Regions from separate parts of the Mus musculus genome. Here region 1 is linked to region 2. The links are chromatin contacts, called in public Hi-C maps. All regions are on one chromosome and are shown on one strand. The core of a region is the stretch at or near the end of the contact, and the rest is flanking DNA. Distances in the headings are between cores, read along the strand shown. Region 1 has its middle 310 kb from the start of Trpm3. Region 2 has its middle 85 kb from the start of Cemip2.

What was found. A called contact is a pair of places that touch in the nucleus more often than the background predicts.
Region 1: a contact with region 2 is called in a Hi-C map of the N1E-115 cell line, with 2.2 times the contacts expected there. A contact is called at or near these places in 4 of 39 promoter capture datasets (the 3T3-L1 cell line, cranial neural crest and stem cell-derived epiblast-like cells), 2 of 484 Hi-C or Micro-C datasets (the N1E-115 cell line and cerebral cortex), 1 of 130 datasets of targeted methods (astrocytes) and 1 of 9 other capture datasets (adipose tissue).

Annotation. Positions count from the first base shown.
Region 1 is chr19:22,133,119-22,136,166 of GRCm38.p6, reverse strand. No RefSeq gene overlaps it. Among named protein-coding and RNA genes, the nearest start is that of Trpm3, 310 kb to the left of the region's middle.
Region 2 is chr19:21,862,305-21,865,297 of GRCm38.p6, reverse strand. No RefSeq gene overlaps it. Among named protein-coding and RNA genes, the nearest start is that of Cemip2, 85 kb to the right of the region's middle.

The DNA of each region.
Region 1 (3,048 bases), core at 212-2,711, 270 kb before region 2:
ACTTCAATCTTCTGAAAGAGTAATAGATGCCCTTAACTACTGGCATCATGATGATGATAATGATGACGACGACAAATCTTTTTAAAGTCAAATGAGAAGTATAGCCTAAACCTTTTCCCTATAGTTTCAAACACTTAAAGTGTATGCAAGTCAATAGGCTGGCAGTAAGATTAAAATCACTTACAATGTTTAATGATACAGTCTTTAAAAAAATTAAATATAAATGTTTAAATTATCTGCTCCAAAAATAAAATGTAACACTATGCAATGAACTGAAAAACAAAATTTGGATAGATTTAAAAATAATATTCAGGGGTGGGAGAAATGGCCAAGTGGTTAAGAATATAAACAGCTCTTCCACAAGACATGGCTCTAGTTCTCAAAACTGACGTCAGGCATCATAACAACTTGAAGCTCAAGTTCCAGGCCATCCAACATCCTCTTCTGGGCTCTGCACACACCTGTACATGCATGGTGCCTACTCACGCTCTCAGGAACACACACATCCATGTAAAATAAGTAAGTAGTTCAACAGTCCTCCAAAATTATAAGGCCTCCTCCGTCTGAGGCTCATGTGGCTGTTGGTAAGTTTTTATAACAAGAAGAAAACTCTTTTCAAAACCCATTTGCTATAGGTCACGTGTTCATGCACTTTGTTGCAAGAAAGTTAATAAGAAATCTCTTTCCTTTGGTTGTTCCCAGGCCTTATAAACCCACAGGCACACTCCAGACTAATGAGGGCATGCAAAATGTGAGAGGGAAGGGCAAACAGGAAGCGATGAAAATTACCAAGTTACGTCTGTTCCTCAAATCATCACTACAGTGTTAGAGAATGTGAGCCACAGTTCAGCAGGTTTAATACCCTCAATTTTCCACATTTTAACCTCTCTGAAATCAGGATGCTTTTTCCACTAGACGACTTCTCAGATTTGGTATAAGGCAGTGTATTGATTCATAGCATCTTGGAGGGAGACAGACTCTATAGAGTCAGACTCTAAAGATCTGACGAGCTATCCCTCATCCTCTGCCTCAACACTCAGCCTTCAAAATCAAGTGTTTCTCTTCTAGTATGCAGCATTTCTTTATCAAAAGGCTTTAAGGATTAGGAAGCCTAGTTTTATAAACTAAGCTAAAAATTCACTTTCCTAGTCTTTACATCCTGGAATCACACTTATTTAACAAACGTTCTTTTACTGTGAGAATGATCACATGTTTGAAGATGGCCTATAGGTGTTTCCTGTAATTTCTTTTCTCCTTTACAAACAATGATACTTCCTTCTGTCACTTCCTTCCACGCATTACAGAACAAAGGTCAGCCCGGCACATTCGCACAAGAGCAGTGTTATATGAACTTAGAGCAACGGCTCTGTGAGCCCACTGAAAGCTTAATCTCCATCACCAGGCTTTCTGTGAAGTGGAATTAGTCAGTGCCCAAGAAGCAGGAGACAGGATGTAGAATTTGTGTTTAGTCATGATTAGATTTCCTTTACAGACCTGAGGGCTGAGACTCACACAAGCCAGACAGGCATGAGAGGTGAAGCAATTATCCTTGTAACTCAAGCAAGAAATCCCCAAAGCCCATGTCTATTAATCAAGAAAAGGAACAGTAGGGCTATCCTAGTTTATGTAAATTGGCCATCTATATGGTTGAGATTCTCCGAGAGACAGATCCTGAAAAATTAGCCTCCTTCAAAGGAAACATAGTTTCCTCCTTTCCCCGCAATATCTGCAGAGGAGCCATTCAGTGTAGATATCCACAAGTCTTCGCATGTCTCCCCAGTTGCCTTGTGCCTCCGTACTTCCCTCCCTTTCTCTCAACCTGGATAGAATCAACACCTTCAATTACAGGCTTTGTCCTCTTTAAATGACATTATTTGTAAGTATTCTACTACAAACTTCCTTTTTTAAATTGCTGCACTCCATACATTTTCATATACTTAAATCAGTGTTTCTCATCCTCACAACTCTAGTGACAATCAGTTCTCTAAAACTTTACTTCAATACTAAAAAGATAATGGCTCAAGCTATGAGTGTTAAGAACTGTGAATGTAAGTAATAACAGAATTAAAAAAGAATATAGACTTTATAACTAGAGAGACAAAGGAGAGGAAATTGGCAGGGGAAGTCAGGAGGTTGTGAGCAAAATGTCACTGTATTCTGAAATAATAAATAAAATGGATAGTTTAACACTCCTACTGAAGTGACAAGTTATATGGACAGGAAATTTAAGTGAACAAAAATTGTAAATGATGTTGGGGATGTGGAGCAGAATTCTCACACTCTGTGAGAGGATGTGTAATGGAGCTGATTCTGTGATGCCCTGTGACCCAGTCCTTCTGCTTTACGGTATATATGCAAGAGACAGATTGTATTCAAAGTCCTGGGTGAAACAGCAATAGGGAAAAAAGAAGATGGGGCACAAAGAAGACAGGCACAAATAACAAATTAACATAGATTGACATTAGACAAAAGAATCTAAATTGTTAGGAGTCAAGAGGGTGTTTATGATGGCAAGAAGGCATGCCATGGAGCCTGGAAAACTCGGGGAGCCAAAGATGTGCTGCTTGCCAATCAAGATGGTAGCAACAGGGAGATTCGTCTTGGAATCTATACAGAGGCCCGTAGTAATAAGTAGTGTGCTTCTTTTATAAGTATGTTCATCTCAATGCTAGTTCACCAGAAAAGTGGAGAAAGAAGAAATGTCTGGTAGTGTCAATGTTTATAAATTGCCGTTTGTATTTTATACAGCCATTAGAGGATCGCCATGAATGTATTCCTACATGACAAGGACGTTTGAAATGCTAAAATCATTTTGTATATTATCTTTTCAGGAAAACATGACAACCTTCCTTCCCGCTCATAAGGGAAAACTGAGTGAGTTACCTGGGCTTTTGACATTCTCCATAGTAAGTGTACAAGTCTGATCCTTGAGCCCGTGACTTCTAACCTTTAATCCCAAATTGCTTTTTCCCCTCTCCTGTACTCAGTTTTGATATATATATATATATATATATATATATATATATATATATATTCGACATATAATAT
Region 2 (2,993 bases), core at 313-2,812:
GCATCTGTGCGTCCTCCTCTACTCACTGTCACAAGTCATGTGGGTGCTGGGAACCCAATCTGGGTGCTCTGCAAGAGCAGCAAGTGGCCGTAACCTAAGCCATGTCTCTAGCCCCTCTATTTCTTTGGGGACAAGTGGGACCTGACCCTTTGGAACAAACTCCCTCTCCCCAGCAATAGCTAAGAGTCGTTCACTGTTCTTTTAATCATTCTTTACTTCCAATATTATTATTGGGCTGGGGAGAGGGCTCTATGGGCAAAGCACTTGCTGTGGAAGGATAGAGACCAGAGTTTGGGTCCCCAGAACCCACGTTAAACTGAGTGGACTGAAGTCTTCAATTTTAATGCTTCTAGAATGAGATGGGAGGCAGAGACAGGATAGTCCCTGGAACCTTGCAGACCAAGTAGCTTGGAGTACATACCACGATTTCCAACAGCAAAGAAATCCTTTCTCAAAAAAGGCGAGAGGAGAAAAACAATATGGAAGCTGTCTACTGATCTCTACCCCAGCACACACCACACACACACACACACACCATACCACACAAACATACACACACATACACCCCACCACATACACACCATACCACACACACATACATCCTAACACACACACACATTACACACACATACACATGCATACACACATATACACACTATCTTTTAAATCTTCAGTTAGCTCACTCTGTGTTTCCCAAAGTGACCAAATAAAAGCAAATAATCCTGTGTCATTTCCATCATGTAGAAACAAGAACATATGTATTGAAGGGATGACTTAGAAGATGACTATCTACTCCAGAAGGCTAAAGATCTAGATTCCAACAGATCTGCTATTTTGGGGAAATGATTCTTGATTTGTAATCAGAATGTGTAAAGAATCAACCTAAAAAATATAAATAATATAGATCCAAATTTATTAAACATTTAATTATAATAAATTCCCAGGAGATATTTATCTTCCTAAGGAAAAAAAGATGACTAACATAGTTATCCAGAGATTTTGGACTCGGCTTTTTTATATACTACATCATTAATTGAATTAAAAGCAACTTGTTCGAAGGAATTCACAAGAGATAGAAATCACAGATCATCAGTACAGCAACCCCTCCTCTGGGATCATTTCATGTTTGTAACTGATCTCTCCCCACCCATGGGTAAACTGCACAGGAAGTCCCTGCTCCTGTCCAGTCTCATCTTGCTCGTGTAGCATTTCCCGTACTTGGATGTGTGTGTTTCCAATATGGAGCTGCAACAGGGGAAAGCTATAATTACCAAATCTCTTCCTTTTAGCTATTGAAATAAGGTGACCTGCAGAAACACAAGACACTACAAACAAAGACTTCCAGAAATATAACCAGGTAAATACGCTTGCTTGTGGCTAAATCCTTGGGCTCAAATTCAAAAGGGGTGTACCCTTCAGAGCCTGATAGTGTCACTGGTCTGTGTTTTTGGAACATTACCTAAAACAGGAGGAAAATCAGCTATTATTCACAACACGCCTGATCAACAGAAAGGACTCCTTTCAAAGCCAAGTGCTCACATCCTGTTGCTGGGGTTGACTCAATGACTCAGTGACTCATTCTGTAAGTTGTGGCTCTTCTCCGTTTATAATTCTCTCCACACTGAGATGGCTGCACTTTCACATTTAGGTCAGTACGTGGGAGGGTAAAATTGCCTTACAAATCAGCCAGAGTTAGATAATTAAAACTTTCAGGTACGCGTTCTTTTTAGCACTGTAGGTATTGTAGCAGACATTTAAATGGAATTACTGCCCAAAGAGAATGAATTTGAGACACGGAACCTGCCTCGAAATTAGGTTAGCAAGGACTAAAAATCCTGAGTGTTGAACAGGGAACTCATAAACAGGATGAGGAGTTACAAGAGGCCTGGGAATTCAGTCTTGCCAATAACACACACATACACACACACACACACACACACACACACACACAACCTTGGAACCTTGAGCAGAGGGCAAGAGGTGTTGGTGTAATGGGTGATCACACAAATGGGTAGAAACATGGAAAGGTTTGTTGCCAACAGTATGCCTTCCCAAGTCTGCAATTCAACTTCAGCTTATTACATAAAACCTATCTCAAAACCAATCTGCTGTGTGCTAGCGGTTTTTCCTCTTGAGTAGGGAGTGAGATTATTAGCCAAGAATTGTTGTGTGGCTCTCAACTTTCCTAATACTGCAACCCTTTAATACAGTCCCTCATGTTGTAGTAATAACCAACCATAAAACTATTTCCCTTGCTACTTCATAACTATAATTTTGCTTCTGTTATGAATCGTAGTGTAAATATCTGTATTTCCAATGGTCTTAGGCAAACCCTGTGAAAGGACTGTTTGACCCTAAAGGGGTTGGGACCCACAAGTTGAGAACCTGCTTCATGGTAAAAGGGGTTGGAAGTGACAAACTGTTAGCTGGACTCAAGTTTCCCCTCACATGAATAGCAAGAGCAGAATGCTATACAGCCCAACCGTAAAATGGGTGTGGCCGCATACTTTCACTGTAGTCATTTCCACATTTCAGAATTCTGGTTTGTAACAGCTGGGTTACTGAGCTGTGGTACCCTCACAACCACCAGCATAAATGCAATCCTCCTGCCTGTGGGTGTTCAAACCGGTTCCCTAAGCAGGTTCTGCCTAACTCCATGTGCTGCTGTCCAGAAACAAGTAAAACAAAGGCAGAGACTAAGCAGCACAGGGCAGTCTCAGTGTGCCCTCCGCCATCTTGGAAATGTGTTTAAAAATCAAGTTCCTAGTCCATTAACTGTTAGAAAATACTAAAGAATGTATAAGGATGTGAAACCCACCAGGTGTTTCAGATTGCCAGCTGTTTGTGAGTCAAGGCCACTTTCATTCAATTACACGTGTTTATAGTACTGCTTGACAAGAGAGAAAGCTGAGGATTGGAGGTAGGAAGCTGCTCCCAGTAACACCACTAAATGCCTTTAGTGGCATCAGACCTAAGGTGCTCATCAAAATACC